Linked DNA regions of Sus scrofa: all the other regions are linked to region 1. The links are chromatin contacts, called in public HiChIP or PLAC-seq maps. All regions are on one chromosome and are shown on one strand. Each heading gives the region's core, a stretch centred on a gene start, on an enhancer-like site or on the middle of the called end of the contact. The rest is flanking DNA. Distances are from core to core; before and after follow the strand shown. Region 1 overlaps SSBP3 (single-stranded DNA-binding protein 3). Region 2 overlaps ACOT11 (acyl-coenzyme A thioesterase 11). Region 3 holds the start of ACOT11 (acyl-coenzyme A thioesterase 11).

Evidence for each region. HiChIP or PLAC-seq counts read pairs in DNA pulled down with a chosen protein or histone mark.
Region 2: a contact with region 1 is called in an H3K27ac HiChIP or PLAC-seq map of skeletal muscle. The contact joins two enhancer-like sites. A contact is called at or near these places in 2 of 47 Hi-C or Micro-C datasets (heart right ventricle and skeletal muscle) and 1 of 2 datasets of contacts at active chromatin or transcription factors (skeletal muscle).
Region 3: a contact with region 1 is called in an H3K27ac HiChIP or PLAC-seq map of skeletal muscle. The contact joins the promoter of ACOT11 here to the enhancer-like site in region 1. A contact is called at or near these places in 6 of 47 Hi-C or Micro-C datasets (alveolar macrophages, blood, embryonic fibroblasts and 2 more) and 2 of 2 datasets of contacts at active chromatin or transcription factors (alveolar macrophages and skeletal muscle).

What each region holds. Positions count from the first base shown.
Region 1 is chr6:158,022,648-158,027,800 of Sscrofa11.1, reverse strand. All of the region lies in intron 4 of SSBP3 (single-stranded DNA-binding protein 3), which reads right to left. Among named protein-coding and RNA genes, the nearest start is that of SSBP3, 110 kb to the right of the region's middle. Within about 2 kb of position 2,905, at least 21 of the 83 cell types and tissues checked have an H3K27ac peak or open chromatin away from gene starts, as enhancers often do. A contact at or near this core is called in alveolar macrophages, liver and skeletal muscle, where this site is marked.
Region 2 is chr6:157,779,791-157,784,943 of Sscrofa11.1, reverse strand. The region is part of intron 1 of ACOT11 (acyl-coenzyme A thioesterase 11); the gene reads left to right. Among named protein-coding and RNA genes, the nearest start is that of FAM151A, 41 kb to the right of the region's middle. Within about 2 kb of position 2,128, at least 50 of the 83 cell types and tissues checked have an H3K27ac peak or open chromatin away from gene starts, as enhancers often do. A contact at or near this core is called in skeletal muscle, where this site is marked.
Region 3 is chr6:157,829,390-157,834,542 of Sscrofa11.1, reverse strand. ACOT11 (acyl-coenzyme A thioesterase 11) reads left to right here and starts at 2,263. Exons shown (of 16, transcript XM_021096589.1): 1 at 2,263-2,625.

The DNA.
Region 1 (5,153 bases), core at 1,656-4,155:
TAGTTACAAAATGATATCTCCTTGATCTCACTGGTATTTGGACTTAATCTTTTGGATCACTAACCTTTTGAAATGGTTTACATTGGCCATTTAGTAAAATAAATGGTAAATCATTCATGCCCTTCACTATTTAGCTCTTTGATTTTCAAGAGCTCTTTATATATTTAGGATAGAACATATAGATATCTTGTAATTTTTTTAAAAACCTCCTTTAATGCAAACACCTGAGCACATGACTTTTGAGGCTCCCTCACACCAAGATCGCGTCTTCCTAAGAAATCAGGAGTGAGTCCACGAGCTTTTTTTGAACATCAGGGGTGGAATAACCCCAATTCTAATAAATGGATGGTCTGATTTTCTGACATTTGGGTGGAGGATGGACTTTTGCTACCCTCTAATGAAAAAGGAAGGCCACATTAGTGATGACTCCAGTGACAGGAAGCTAAAGTGATAACTTATCTTTAGGTTCTCCTAGGAGAGTTCCTGTCTTGGCACAGTGGAAACGAATCCAGCTAGGAACCATGAAGTTGTGGGTTCGATCCCTGGCCTTGCTCAGTGGGTTAAGGATCCTGCGTTGCTATGAACTGTGGTGTAGGTTGCAGATGTGGCTTGGATCTGGTGTTGCTGTGGCTGTGGTGTAGGTCAGTGGCTGTAGCTCCGATTAGTCCCCTAGCCTGGGAACCTCCACATGCCAAGGGTGCAACCCTAAAAAAAGCAAAAAAGGTTCTGGCCAAATCAAGCAGCTCTGCAGTGCTTAACTCTGTGTCCTAAAGTATGACAGTTATTGGTATTCTTTGATCGTGAAGTGAACATGTGCTTGTAATGGAAAACGTTCAAAAAAGGAGAAAATGCAAGTAGCTACCAGTGTCATAGGGCAACATAAAAGGGTTAAGAACTAACTCTTGCACCAAGGGACCTCATCCCACATCTATCAACACAACCCCGCCCTCACCCCACACCTCAACAACACAATGTGAGGCATACAGCAGGTATTCCATAAATGATTATACTTTTTATTATTCAAAGACCTGCTCCAACCTGGCCATGTGGAAGCGGGCCTTTCTGGATTGCTAGGAATGGGCCTCTCCCTGCGGTTTCCAACTCTGAGTTAGAGCTCCATTAAGACACTCAGCAAAGCGTCTCCTGTGAGTTTTCTCTAAAAACACAAAACCCAAACGGAAAACCCCTGACATTCACTGAGGCCTGTGCCACGCCGGGGCTGTGGCAGGAGCAGGGGATGGAGCCCCCCCCACTGGAGCAGGAGCGGAAAGAGGGCTGGTCTCAGAAGCCAGAGACCGCGTGCATGGGCTCGGTCCGGCTGGGAGGGAGCCAGAGGGCAAGTCTCTTGTTGCTCTGGGCCTCAGCTTCCCCACGTGTCCAGGGGTGGGGTGAGAGAGGACCTCTAGGGCTCCTCCCCCACGCTCCTCTCCGCGACCCAGGCCTACACCCAGGGGGCTGGGGCTGGAAAGAGCAGCTCCTGCAGAAACAGGAATTGTAACTCTTCCCCGTTCACCACAGAACACTTAGGGGTCAAAACTCAATCCAACGCCTTGGAACACTCGGCCGCACGACCCGGTTCAGAGGTCAAAGACCATCCAGAAACCCATTTGTTCTCAGAGCCTGCGGGTGACATCTGGGCTCCCCGCCCCCTGCCCCCACCCCTGAGCCCCCCTCACCAACATGTTTCTGTATATGCACACACGCGGACATGCATTAAAAAAGCAGAATCGAATTGGGCACGCGGTTGGGTAACTCATGCTTTTTTTTCTTTTCTTTTTTTTTTTTTTTTTTAAACTAATGAAAATTCTTCTGTAAATAGAAAACAGGCCTTGCACAGGGCGGGCGGTGTGGCCCACTCTAAGCTGCAGCCGCCTCCTCCAAGCCTCCGGCTTATCATTCACTTGGAAAGCCTGAAGTGCCTTCAGACATCTGCCTGAAGCTGTGAAGGTTCCCCTCCCTGCAAAGCATTTTATTTTTTTGTTCGCGGCCAGGGAGACTTCCAAGCAGGGCTCATCCCACAACTTCCTCTCTGAAGAGTAGGGTTTCTTTACGAGTCCAGGGTGTCTGCACCACCGCCGGGGCAGCAGCCCCTCAGCCTTGTTGGTCTGTTCCGGACACATGCCAGCTGGTTTCACACGTGCCCCTCCACCGCCAGGCCTCCCTTGCCATCCAAACCTGGCTGCCAACTTCCCTGCCCCAGAATAAAGCACATGCACCTCCACTGCCTGCCCCTCCCATGGAGAAGCTGGATTTGAACCTGGATTTGGCCGTGGGATCTGAGCAGCCCGGAGGAACCTGTGCTATTAGGGAATCTTAATTTCCTGCTCCAGGCAGTGGGGAACAGCTCCAAGCAGAAGGGTGGCCCAGGACTTCTGAGAGGCCCACCTGACCCTACGTTACCCTGTGCCAGGCATCCCAACGCATCACTGACAAAGCCACCGCACCCCCCAGAGTATCCACAGCGCCACAAACAGCAGACCCAGCGAGTCCTGGATGCAGTGCTGGGCCCTGTCCTCGCTCTGCAGCAAGGACTCCCCTGTGGCTCCAGGAACTGCGGGGTCAGTCCAGAGGCACCAAGAGACAAGCTCCCAGGGGCCTCCCACCTCGTATCTTGCATTAACTTGTGAGAGGTGACCAGCGTTCAGGCTCCCTTCAGCAAGTGGGGCCCTAGGGGATGTCCCTGATGTTACCTGCGAGCCCCACCCCAAGACCCCCCAGGCAGCTTCCCTCACAGACCAGCATGGGATCCCCCACCTATTTTTCCTCTCTTTTAAAAACAGTTCTATACACATGAAGCTCCTGGAAGCCTGAATAAAAACAAATGCTCAGGGAGAAGGGCGGGACTGCTGCCAGGTTGGCCAAGCTCTCCTGACTGATTTACAAGGCTGCAAAGGGGAACTTTGTCCTGCACGTCCCGTCCCTCCTGGCCCCACCTCAACGCTCAGGCGTGTAGCAGCACGGGGCCCGCATGTGACACCGCCAAGTGCAGCTTTCCTTGACTGAAATGCAATACGGGCCACGCAGCGAGCACCCAGGACACCAGGGGCACACGGCCCCGTGGCTGTGTGCCCTCAGCTGGGCGGTGCAGGACACCGGCAGGGGCAGGGGAAAGGGGGGTGGCACTCCTGCATGGAGAGACAAAGGCCTGTGGGGGATGCTCTCGTCCCAGGGAGAGGGGTTGTTTGCATGGGTATCATCAAGACAGAGCCTTCGTCACTCCGTGCAAAATATCGGAGTGACCTGGCGCCCTCTGGGCCAAGTCTCCTAGAAGGAATTTTAGCAGCATCAACAAACCAAAGATGTAGCTGAGGGCACACAGAGAATCTCATCACCCAGACAGAGGCCAAGGCAGAGAGGAGTGAGGTCAAAAGAGGAGAAGGGACAGGAAGAGACCTCTTGGTTTTATGTACAGACCACAGAAGAGAATCCGTTTGGACAACAGAGGCGCTCATTCTGCAGCTTGGACAAAACAGAGCCGTGGCAACTTGAAGAGACAGAACCAGCTGGTGTTAAAAATAGGTTCAGATGACACACGGGAGTGAGTGACACAGGATCCCTGCCTCCAAATAGCCAGCTGCCGTCACGTGCGAGGAGTGGACGTGCTCTCCCGTGGCTGAGGGACGGTCCGGGGTCCAGCGATGGATGCTCTGAGCTCCTGAAAGCTTCTCCAGATCTGAGCGTCAGACGGACACGCCTCAGGAGGCGGTGAGCCACGTCCCCTCGGGTCGCTCACGGTGGGGCCAGGGCACGGGCGAGCGTGCTCCAGATCAGAGCACGTGGGTCTCACCTCCGCTCAGCCACAATAAAGCCATGCGGACTGCCTCAGCCTCCCCTCTTTATTAGGAGAGAAAAGAGCTCTGGCCTGAGGGTCCCAGGATCAGGGTTTCAGCCTGGGCTGCAAACTACCTGCGACTTCCTGCCCCGGGGCCTCGGCTCAGTCCAAGTAAGGTGGCTGAGGTCCTGTTGCGATGGTGAACCGAGCAGGTGACACACTGAACTCCCAGCCAAGCAAGCTGAGCGCGGGCCACAGGGAGGGGACAGAAGCCCCAGCTCGCACAGCCAGGCCCTCAGGCCCCAGTGAGGGCTGTCCTAACACCAGAGCTTCTTCCCCAAAGTCCCCAGGAGGAGAGGATGGATGCAGGAAGGCAGAGAGGACACACGGAAAGAAGCAAGTGCCCTTTCATCCCCATCCCAGAGACCAGGAGAGAGGGAAAGGGGTACGATAAACTCCTCGACACCCCCGGGAAAGGAGGTAGCACTGCTGTCTACCAGTAAGAAAACAGGCCCAGAGAAGTGCATTTTTCTGAGTGTTTTAACTTTTTTTTTTTGGCCACACCCACAGCATTCCAAAATTCCCAGGCCGAGGACTGAATCCATGCCACAGCTATAACCAGAGCCACAGCAGTGACAACAGCAGAGCCTTAACCTGCTGAGCCACAAGGGAACTCCCCAAGCACCCTAACTTTTGTCTCTCTGGCCACCATCCCCAATTTCAGTGTAAGAAACCCAAATAATGGCCTCCCCCGCCTCCCACCACCAACGCTTGCAGTTCTCCAGAGAGTTCTGTGTGCTTTTGATGCTTATGGAAAGAAACAACAGACACATCACTATAAACACAGGGTGAGCCCTAGGCATTCTCCACGTCTGAGATCACCCATGCTTTGCTCTTCCCAAAGTAGACTGGCCTTCTACATTGCTCTTTCTGGCAAGATAGTTCACTGAGGTCGCCTCCACTAAGGGGTAGGGTGGGGGTGTGTAGGTGTAGGAATGCAAGATCCTGCTGAAGCATCTGTTGGAGCTAATGGGCAAATTACCCCGGTAGGAGAAGGCAACACAAGGCAGGTGGGGAGCTTAAAAAGGTTCCAAGTGCTTTATACGTGTCAGTGCACTCAGCAAACACCGGCTGCTGGGCCTCCAGGGATGCGCTGGGCCTGGGACGGGAGAAGACGGAGGCTCGGCTCTGTCCTCAAGGTCCAGGGGATGAAATGAATCGCTGCCCAGAGACCTGAGGGACGTGGGAAGGCGCGTCGGGCGGGCGCTGCGAGGCGGGGATTAGGGGATCAGGGAGGCTTTACGGAAGAGGTGGCACTCAAGCCAGGGCCTTAAAGGACGGCGGGACTCGGAGATGCGGGGGATGATAGGGAGGGGAGAGA
Region 2 (5,153 bases), core at 879-3,378, 240 kb after region 1:
TCTGTAGGAAGCCCACTCCGCTCGCTAATGCTAGCATAACGTGCAATAAATGTTAGCCACGTGGCGGGTGTGTGCTAGGAGCTTTGAACACTTGCTCACTTCATCCCCATCCTGACCCTTGGATGTAGGTGTTATAATCCCCCAGCCCCTTTCTGCCTTTTTTTTTTTTTTTTTTAGAGCAATACCCACGGCATATGGAAGTTCCCAGGCTAGGGGTCGAATGGGAGCTACAAATGCAAGTCTACACCACAGCCACAGCAACGCAGGATCTGAGTCACATCTGTGACCTTTACCATAGCTCATGGCAATGCAGGATCCTTAACCCACTGATCAAGGTCGGGGATTGAATCCATATCCTCGTGGATCCTAGTCGGGTTCCTTAAACGTCGAGCCACGAAGGGAACTCCCCTCCCCACCCCCACCCCCCTTTTTATGCCACACCTGCAGCATGCAGAAATTCCTGGGTCAGGGATTGAACCTTCACCAAGCAGCAACCCAAGCCACAGCAGTGACAAAATGAGATTCTTAACTGCTGAGCCACCAGGGAACACCTAGAATCCTGTTTTTACAATTGAAGAAACAGGCTCACAGAGGTGGGCAGGGCAGCTTGCGTGAAGTCACACAGTCAGTGGTGGAATTGGACGTGATCACACAGTTAGTGGTGGAATTGGACGTGAGCCCAGGCCAAGTGGGGGGAGCTGAGAGGTCAGCTCCTCCCCTCCAGGGCAGGGGGGCTCTTCTGCTCGAGGTGGTTCTTGAAGGCACTAAGATTTCTCTGCTGGCTGGTCTCCACATCTGGCGCATCACTGCAGGCCACTCCCCTCTCCAGGGGGCTTTCTTGGTTTCTGGGGACTCCTTGGCCTCTGTCCCTCTGTCTCTACCCACACGGGTACCTGTGCCATCCCACCTGCTTCCCTTTGCCCCAGCCACACCCTTTCCTGGAGAACCTGCCGTTCCTGCTTTTCCTTTCGGCTGTTCTTCAGCCATCTCTGGACCTTAGACTGTCCTTGTCTTCAAGTCTCAGCTCCAAGGTCGCCCCTGTCATAAATCTTTTTCTCCTCCATAAGTGTTTATTCGGCACCTGCTCTGTGCCAGGCCTGAGTCTGTCCCTGTCTGATGGGGCAGGCATCTGTGGAAACAGTGACAGCACGGCTCTGTCAGGGCTGTGATGCAGACAAGTGAGCCTGCGGGGCCAGGGGGGCCCTAATTGTCTCTGGGGAAGAGGCTGGGATGGGGGTGGGTGGGCAGAAGCGGGAGGAGGAGGGACTCACTTGGCAGATGGGGCAGATGCTGGGGTCCAAGGTGAAGGCAGCGCCTACGTGGCAGAGGAATGGAGGCGGGTCAGCGTGTGCTCTGAGCTGCTGAATGTGATCTGAAGTTGGGGGGCGGCAGGGTCGGGGGCGGGGACAGGAGCCGCAGAGGAAGGCCTTGAACCTGAGAGGGGTAGGAAGCCCCGGGGCAGTCTTGAGCAGGGGAGGTGCCTGCTCATCAGTGAAGTTTTGTGTGGTCTTAAGTTCCACAGTGGGAGGAGTTGCAGGGACTGGGTGGGGTCTCCTGCAAGGCAGGGTGCAGGAGGTGGATTCGGGTTTTGGAAAGATCCCTCTAGTGCTGCACAGAGGCTGGAAGGAGGAGGTGGGGAGGCTGGAGGCCTGTGGACAGGCTGTGGAAACAACCCAGGGAGCCAGCAGGGTGCGGGCCTGAGCAAGGGTGCTACCTGGGGGATGGAGGGAATCAGGTTAAGGCTGGTGGTGTGGGCCTGTCGACAGGTTGCCCAGAAGGAACCCCGGCCCAGGAGGCTTTGCCCTGGGCCAGCCGTTCCCTCTGCGTGCCTCAGTCTGCCCAGCTGTGAAGGGATTGGGCCGAGTGGCCTTTCCTGCTCTGACCCGGCTGCTGTGTCACATGGTTCTGGCCGAGGAGAAGGGACACAGAGCCCACCGTGTCACCAGCTGGGGCCTGGCCTGGGATTATCCGATCTGGCCATGTCTGTTGCGGCGGGGGGCCAGCGCTTGGCATCTGAGAGTGCACCTCTCTGATCCTCAGATGCCCTCCCCATCAGCTGTCTTGGCTCAGCCTGCCTGGCCAGCCCAGGCCCTGACTGTCCAGGGCCTCTGTTCTCCCCGTGACTGGACCTAGAGGGGAGTGGCTCGCCTCTGGGGCCCCATTGGCCAAGCCCTGCCTGGACCACAACACGCCCCCTGCCTCCCGGGCTGGCTGGCTGCCTGCGGGCCTAGGGACTAGGAGGAGGCCTGGCCTGGCCTGGCCTGCTGTGACATAGCAGACTGCCTCGGATCTCAAGGAAGGAGTTGGGAGTCTGGAGGCTGTGCCTGCAGCCACCACAGCTCCTTTGCCATCCCCTGACCCGTGCTCCCACCCAGGGGCTCTGAACTCGTCTTAGGGAAGCCGGGGCACAGTACCGTGGGACTTGTCCCTCAGCTTGCCTGGGGGGTGGGGTGGGGTGGGGTGGGAGCTCCACCCGGCTCAGAGCACAGTATTTGCTGTGTGTCGGGGCTCCTTAGCTTCCTCACTGGAAATCTCAGCTGGCCGTGCCAGAACCTGCAGGAACAGACCACAGAATCCTGGAACCAGGGCTGGGGTACCTTGGGGACTGGTCCTCTCCCCTTGCCCCTGCCTGGTATGTGACAGATGAGGCTCACGAGAGAAGGAGACTTGCTCAGCATCACATAGCACCTGAGAGACAGAGCTAGGATTTGAATGCAAGTCTGCCTCCAGACATCCCTCTGCAGAGCTTTGTTGAGGTCCTACTGTGTGCATGAGCACTAGAGCAGGAGCGTCTCAGAGGGTTGGCCCAATTTATCTCAGGTGCTCAGTGTCTGGCAGAGGGTCCGATATGGAGGAGATACTTGGTGAATGAATGAGTGATTGAATGAATGAACAAGGCAAAGATCCTGCCTCCAGGCATATAGACTCCCGTGGGTGGGACTTTTGTGTCATAGAAGGGGAAATAGGAGGTGGTAGGAGCGGAGATGAGCTAGGTGGGAAGCAGAGAGGGGTACTGACTGCCAGTCTAGGGCTTTTTCCATCCTCACTTTTCTCATCTGTGAAATGGGATAAATGGACTTCACCCTCTGCCTGCCTGGATCCAGTGAGGAAAATAGGCTTGTCAACAGGGGCATGGGGCGGGGGTGGGGAGTGGGGGGCCTCCCTGCGCGTCTATCCAGAGCTGTCCAGAAACTCCGCACACCCTTTTTTTTTTTTCTTCTGCTCCCTTGACCCTCTGCATCCATCTTACCTCCCCCATTGCCCTAGCTTTCCCCAGGGCTGCTTTCTGGCATGTTCTGCCCAAAACCCCTAGCTGTGGGAGGCATTTGGGAAGAGTGCAGGTGAACGGAGCCTGCTTGCCGTCTCCCTCTTCCGCCTCCCACACCCAGAAAGCCAGCCATCCGCATCCGCATCCACATCCAGCCAGCCCCCCCGCCCCCCCACCCCGATGCACACCAGGCCCGAAATGCCTTGGCCGTGGTTGCCATGGTGACAGTTCATGCTGCTTGGACTGCAGCTGCCGGCCAGCGAGCTGCCTGCAAGAGTCTGCAAGGCTGGCAGCCTGGCACTCACGGGACTCCTGGGGTGGCCACCCTCCTCTCTCTCCTTTTGGTTCCTGGCACTGAGCCTGGTACCCAGGGGTTCTTGGGGATAAGCTGCCTCTCTGGGAACCCATAAGCTGATCTGGGTCTGAATGGCTTGGTTCAAATCCCAGTTCTACCACTTTGGGAGTTCCCTGACTTTAAACAAGTCCCCTTGATGTGTTTTGAATTTATGGAATTAGCTACGAGGTCTTTGTGAGGGGAATTATCCAAAGAGTATAGGCTCCCAACCCCCAGCACAAGTCCCACCTTTGCCCTTAGCCATCCCTGCCCCCATCCTGCCGCACTGGCAGGGCCAGCATCGGGTCATGGCACTCTTCGCTGCTGAGTCTGCATCCAGAGCCTCGGACTCCTCGTCTCGGGCCCCAGGAAGCCCAGCAAGCAGGGCAGTGTGGCGAGTAGGACCCCACGCTCCGTAGCTAGACCTCTGGGGGTCACAGCTGGGCTTGGCACTTATTTGGGTCTCGGATTCTGCATCTTGCTATTGCATTGATCTATTTTGTTTGGCCAGGTCTGTGACATGGGAAGTTCCTGGGCCATTGCTTGAACCCTCACCACAGTGTGACCCAAGCCACAGCGGTGACAATGCCAGGTTCTTAACTCACGGAGCCACAAGGGAACTCCATTTCCTCCTCTTTAAAATGAGAATAATAATGTCCCTCTCAGGTTTGTAGTACAGTTAAAAGTCGAATTGTAAAGTTCTTAGAAGAATATCTGATACTTGATACACACTTTATAAGTGTTAGCAGTGACTGTTGTCACCGCAATTGCTATTGGCCATGAAAATTGGAACCCATGTCCTGTCCCTCCTGTCATCTTTTTCACATGGGCAGGTGGCACCAGCTCTTGCTCATGGTCTGACGAGGCCACTGAGAGATAGGATGGCAGAGGGGCTCCCCTTCCTCATCCCACCCCATCCAAAGGCACGCCCCACCTCTGCTGACTGGGGAGTAAGACAAGCTGGGCCCTGGGCAGAAACTCCACCTCTCATTCATGAGTTTGAGGGTTTTCTCTGCTGGTTCTCCAGCCGGCAGCTGCCGCAGCCCTGGCCAGGATCAGACAGCTGCTCAGTGACGGCCCAGAGCCCTCCTTGTCAGCAGAGCCAAATGCTGAAGACGGATGAGCACCCAGCAGAGGTGCTGCTTCCCCCGTCATCTGAAGCAGGAGGAGCCCGAGGAGGGGGCCCTTATGGGATGAAACGGGAGCTACTTCTTGAAACACTTTATTGAGAACAAATCCCTAGGCTTGACTGCTGTAGGGCTTGCTTGGCCTCTCAGAAGAGAGCGGGGGAATCTTTCAAGAATGAAGGTGTGGCGTTCCTTCGGCTCAGCGGGTTAAGTACCCGACCTAGTGTCTCTGAGGATACGGGTTCAATCTCTGGCCTCGCACAGGGGTTAAGGATCTGGCATTGCTGCAAGCTGCAGTGTTGCTGACCCCTAGCCTGTGAACTTCCACATGCTGCAAGTGCAGCCCTAAAAAGCAAAAAAAAAAAAAAAAAAAAAAAGTCTGAGGCAAAAAAAATTTTTTTTTTTTTCTTTTCTAGGGCTACAC
Region 3 (5,153 bases), core at 1,014-3,513, 190 kb after region 1:
GGGGAAGCCAGCCTGCTGGATACGCAGGAGGGGAGGTCTGTTGCCCTGCAGGTGCCACCACCCTGCAGGACCTGGCTGCCTCGCAGGTCTCCCCTCATGTAGAGTGTGTGGGTGTGCCAGGGGTTGGTAGTGACCTTGGGGAGAGGGTTGGCAGCACTGGAAAGAGCCTGCCTACATGCTCTAAATCCCACCATTCTGCAAGACACGGGCTCTCATGTAGTTGCAGTGAGTTGCGGGGGGCACCGGCTGTCAGAGGCCCTCCGTCAGTAGGGCCTGTTATTGCTTCATTGTCCAGATAAAGATGCAGAGGCTCCAGGAGGCCCTTCTGACTCTGGGCTGCAGGCTAACAAGTGGCAGGCAGCACTGGGATTCAACCCCCCCTGCGGCCTGGGTTCCCAAGCCGTCAGCACACATAGGCTTCTGTGCTCCACGGGGAGGCAGCTTCAGGGTGAGGGTGCAAGCTGGCCCTGCCGGCATTCTGCCCCCTCTCTGCTCCCCCGGACCCAGCGGGGGTGGGCGCCGTGGCCCTGCTTTGCTGGGCGGCGGCAGCAGCAGCAGTGGCTGCGGGCTCTGGGAGCGCTTGATTTATTCAGCTAATGTTCTAGCACATTTCCCCCACCCTATAATGAGCTGTTTCCATCAGGGGGTGTCTGCAGAGCGACTGCGGGCTTCCGGCCGCTCCAGGAGGGAGACAGGGCTGGTGGCGGGCTGTGGGGGGCCCAGGCGTCTGGCCGCCCAGGGAGGGGTGAGGTTGGAAAGTCTGGGTTGAAAAACCACCCCCTGGCATCCTGAGGGAGGGGTGGTGGGAGGTGGGTGTAGCCTGGAAGAAATGGCACATTTCTCCCTGGCCGTCCTGGCCCAGCCTCTCAGCAGCTCCAGGGGCCTGGGAGGGAGCCCTGCCCCTGCATTCTGAGCTGGTTCCTCCCTGCCTGTCCCCCGTCCTCAGACTTTGGAGGAGTCTGCCTACTTGTCTGCTTGTTATTCCCACAGAGCTGGCATTTCTGTGGCTTGGTGTGACAGTTATGTCCTTTGCAGCCAGGCAGACCTAGGTTCAAATCCCAGCTTAGCTGCCTTCTAACCCTGTGGCCTTGGCGAGGAGTCCCTGACCTCTCTGGGCCTTGGTTTCCCATTTTAAAAGGGGGATAAGAAGAGTTCCTGTCATGGCTCAGCGGGAACGAATCTGATTAGCATCCATGAGGATGCAGGTCTGATCCCTGGCCTTGCTCAGCGGGTTGGGGATCTGGCATTGCCATGAGCTGTGGTGTAGGTCGCAGAGATGGCTCAGATTTCGCAATGCTGTGGCTGTGGTGTAGGCCGGCAGCTGTAGGTCCGATTTGATCCCTAGCCTGGAAGCCTCCATGTGCCACAGGGGCAGCCCTAAGAAGACAAGAAAAGAAAGAAAAATAAAATGGGGATAAGAAGCCGTATTTCGAGGGATGATCACGGATCTCAGTGACAATGGATGAAGAGCTGGGTACAGGGTGTTACGCTGCCTTGACCACCTGGCCTGCCGACACTGGGACAGACCTACTCCGCCACTAACTGTGACCTGGTGTGCTCTGTGTACAGCAGATGCCACCGTCCTAAAATGGGCCCCTCACAAGAAGCTCAGAGGCTTTGCTTTCCTCACTCGGGGCAGGCAGCGCTTGGTATTTTGGCTTTAAAAACCCTAATTCCTGGAGTTCCTGCTGTGCTGCAGTGGCTAAGGATCCAGCATCGTCTCTGCAGTGGCTCGGGTAGCGGGTGAGGCGTGGGTTCGATCTCCAGCCTGGTGCTGTGACTGAATGATCTGGCATTGCCACAGCTGTGGTATAGGTAGCAGCTGTGGCTTGGATTCCATCCCTGGCCTGGAAACTTCCATACGCCATGGGTGCGGCCCAACACGCCACCCCCCAAAACCTAATTCCTTTCTCCTTCAGCAAACTCACAATCCCCTAGAACCTGGACTTTGTGCCAGATGACCTACCCAGTAGCAAAACTGTTCCATGTGATGCTCATTCTTGTTTTTTGTTAAGACTTTTTTTTTTTTTTTTTTTTTTTTCTTTTAGGGCTGCAGGTGAGGCCGATAAAAGTTCCCAGACTAGGGGTCGAATCAGAGCTGCAGCTGCTGGCCTACGCCATGGCCACAGCCATGCCAGATCCAAGCTGCATCTGTACCCCACACCACAGCTCTTGGCAACTCCGGATCTTTAACCCTCTGAGCCAGACCAGGGATGGACCTTGCATCCTCGTGGATATTGGCCGGGTTCGTTTCTGCTGAGGCACAGCAGGAACTCCTTTTTAAAGTCTTTATGGCTACTTTTATCTTTAGCGTGTGCCTGGCACCCAGAAAGCCCTCATCAAGGGGTAGCTGTCCCCCTGACCCGCCCCCTAGGAGGGAAAAATGGGACAACGAGCACCCGTCTCTTGAGATGGACACCTTCCGGCGTGGTGTTCAAGGCCCACTCATCTTCCCCAGGAACACGTAACCAGTCTTTACAGAGCAAGGTGCTTGGGAGACTCGCCCAGGCATCCAGCACACAAGTGGCAAAGACTGATGCCCACTCTGCTGGACGCCCAGATCAGCGCTCCTGCCTCTCCTCACGAGGTCCCTGAGGGAGCCGCCCTGCTGAAGCTGGGACCAAGGTGAGTTCTCGCAGCTTCTTTCTTACGTCAGGTTAACCAGCCTTGGGCTCTTGTCGTGGACTCTTTTTAAGGAAGGGCTAAGTCTGGAGGAAGAGAGGCTTGGAGGCAGCCGCCCCACTGTGTAGCTGTCCCTGCTGTCTTGGTTTTTATTCCTCAGTGACTTCAGAATCTCCCCTATTCCCTGAAAGAGACCTTGCCCGGAAGGGTTCGGGAGCAGGTGGCGTGGACTGAAGGTTAAGGCAGAGACAGACGGGGCTGTTTCAGTTCATGCTTTACAGCAAAGGGCCTAAGAGAACCGTATGAGACGTGCTGTTCTCCCTTGCCCCTGCCTGGCTGCCTGCCCGGGGGATCGGCTCTGTCCTGCCCTCTCACCGGTGGCTCCCTGCTTTGCTGGCATCGCTCCCCCCCACCAGCCTTGGCACCTGCCATTCCCTATTGCCAGCTTCCCTCCGCATGGCTGGTGCCTGCAGCGGTTCGTTCTTTCTCAGTCCTGCCTGAAGAAGCCCTCCAGCCACCCTCGTCACCCTCCTGGCTTCTGTTGTCTTTGTAGTTGTCATCTACAGGGACCTTGCTGATTGCCGGCCCCTTCTAGAATGGGAGCTCTGTGAGAGCAGGGACGGGAGCTGCCTTGTGTCCAGGACACCCCCGGGAACGCAGTGGTGAATAATCCACTTTAAGCTCTTTTTTTCTCAAACTCACTTGTGCCCCAGATCCTGGCTTAAGTTTACACACCTGAGTTTATCTCAGGCCGTGAGGCGCTTTGCAGCCACACCTGTTCCCACTTTTGCTAAGACTTGGTATTTGCCCTTGACAGGCACTGCCATCTGCTTTCCACGCAGTAACTTTCTTGATCCTCACAAAACCCCCTCGAGGTGGGCACTATTATCATCAGCCCGCCTGTTTTACAGATGAGGAAAGAGCCAGAGAGAACTGGTCCAGTCTTAGGCTGTTAGTCCGTGGCAGGGCAGGGGTTAGACAGAGATGGTTGGTTCTCTGGAATCCATACTACAGACTGTTCTAGAAGTAACAAGTTGCTTTCACCTGCTGCTTGGGGAGGGGCAGCCTCCCCACCACTTTGTGAAGTGGGGATAAGCCTTTGGAAGGTGCACCCCCACATCCCTATGGCTCCCCAAATGGCTTCTCAAGAGTATTTCTTCCAAACACACGATGTTTGGGAGTTCCTGTTGCGGCTCGGTGGGTTAAGAACCCAACTAGTATCCAGGAGGATGCGGGTTCAATCACTGGCCTGGTTCAGGAGGTTAAGGATGTAGTGTGGCCGTGAACTGTGGCGTAGGTCTTGAATGCGGCTCGGATCTGGCGTGGCTGTGGCTGTGGTGTAGGCTGGCGGCTACAGCTCCGATTAGACTCCTAGCCTGGGAACCTCTGTATGCTGTGGGCGCGGCCCTAAAACAAAAAACAAGAGAAACAAACACATGATGTTTGTTCCAAACTGTACGTGTCCAGATGAGCCAACTTTGCTCCATCTTTTCCACATTTCACAGAAACCAGACGGTGTTTGAGGAAACGGGAGCCTCTCCTGGAACCGGATGGGACTGGGTCTGGGGGAGGGATGGGCGTGGCCCATGAAACCTCCGGGGATCTTTTTGTCTCTCAGAGTCTGTCTTCTTTCCCTTCGTCCTGCCCCTCCCCTCCATCGGCCCTTGCCGTTGATAACCTCCCCTTGGCCCTGGAGCCCTGGAGCGCTCATACACCTTTCACTTCCCGGAGGGGGAGAGGGCACTTAAATTGGCTGAACTTGGACCAGGTGGGTCCAGGGAGGTCCTGTCACCTGTGACGGGGCGAGGGTGTGAGGTACAAACGGGACAGTGACGCCCTCGGCTTGGGGACGGAGGTGCCGTCTTTAGAGGAGAGGGGCGACTGGGAGCTGTGCAGGCGGCCCTCGAAGTAGCTGCTCAGGTCCTGGAGATCCTTGAACTGAGGGGCTTATCCTCGAGGGGTTTCAGGCCAAGGAGGAGTGGAATCTGATTGGTAGCCAAGGCTGACTTTGGCTGCTGGAGGGTGAAGGTGGGCTCTGGGGAGACCAGTGAGGGGCCATGGCTCTGAGGAAGCAGTGGTAGGCGCTGCCTTTTACTCTGAGCCATTTTTACTCCCCCCCCCGCCCCCGCCCGGGCCAGCTCTAAGGCTCAGAATCCATGATGCAGAGCCTTTATCCATGCCAGGTCCTGTGCGGGGTGCTGAGGCCCTACTCTGGGGGCTCCTCTGCTGGGGGAATGGCAGGGTGTGGACACCCACTCAGACACACAGGGGGTTGCTATGTAAGGAAGGAGGGTCAGGTGGAGTGCTTGGGAGGATCCCAGGAGGCCAGAATTATTTGGGGTCGGGGCATGGGGGCGGAGGAGAGTTGGGGCCATATTCTGCAGAGTTAGCATGGGGCAGGCCTGGAAGAACAGATGGGAATCGAACGCACAGAGCTTTGGGTGAAGGACTGTCCAGGTGAAGGGACAGCATGGGCAAAGGCGAGGGCTTGGGAAAGGATGAGGTGAGGCCGGGGTGTGCAGAGCTGAGAA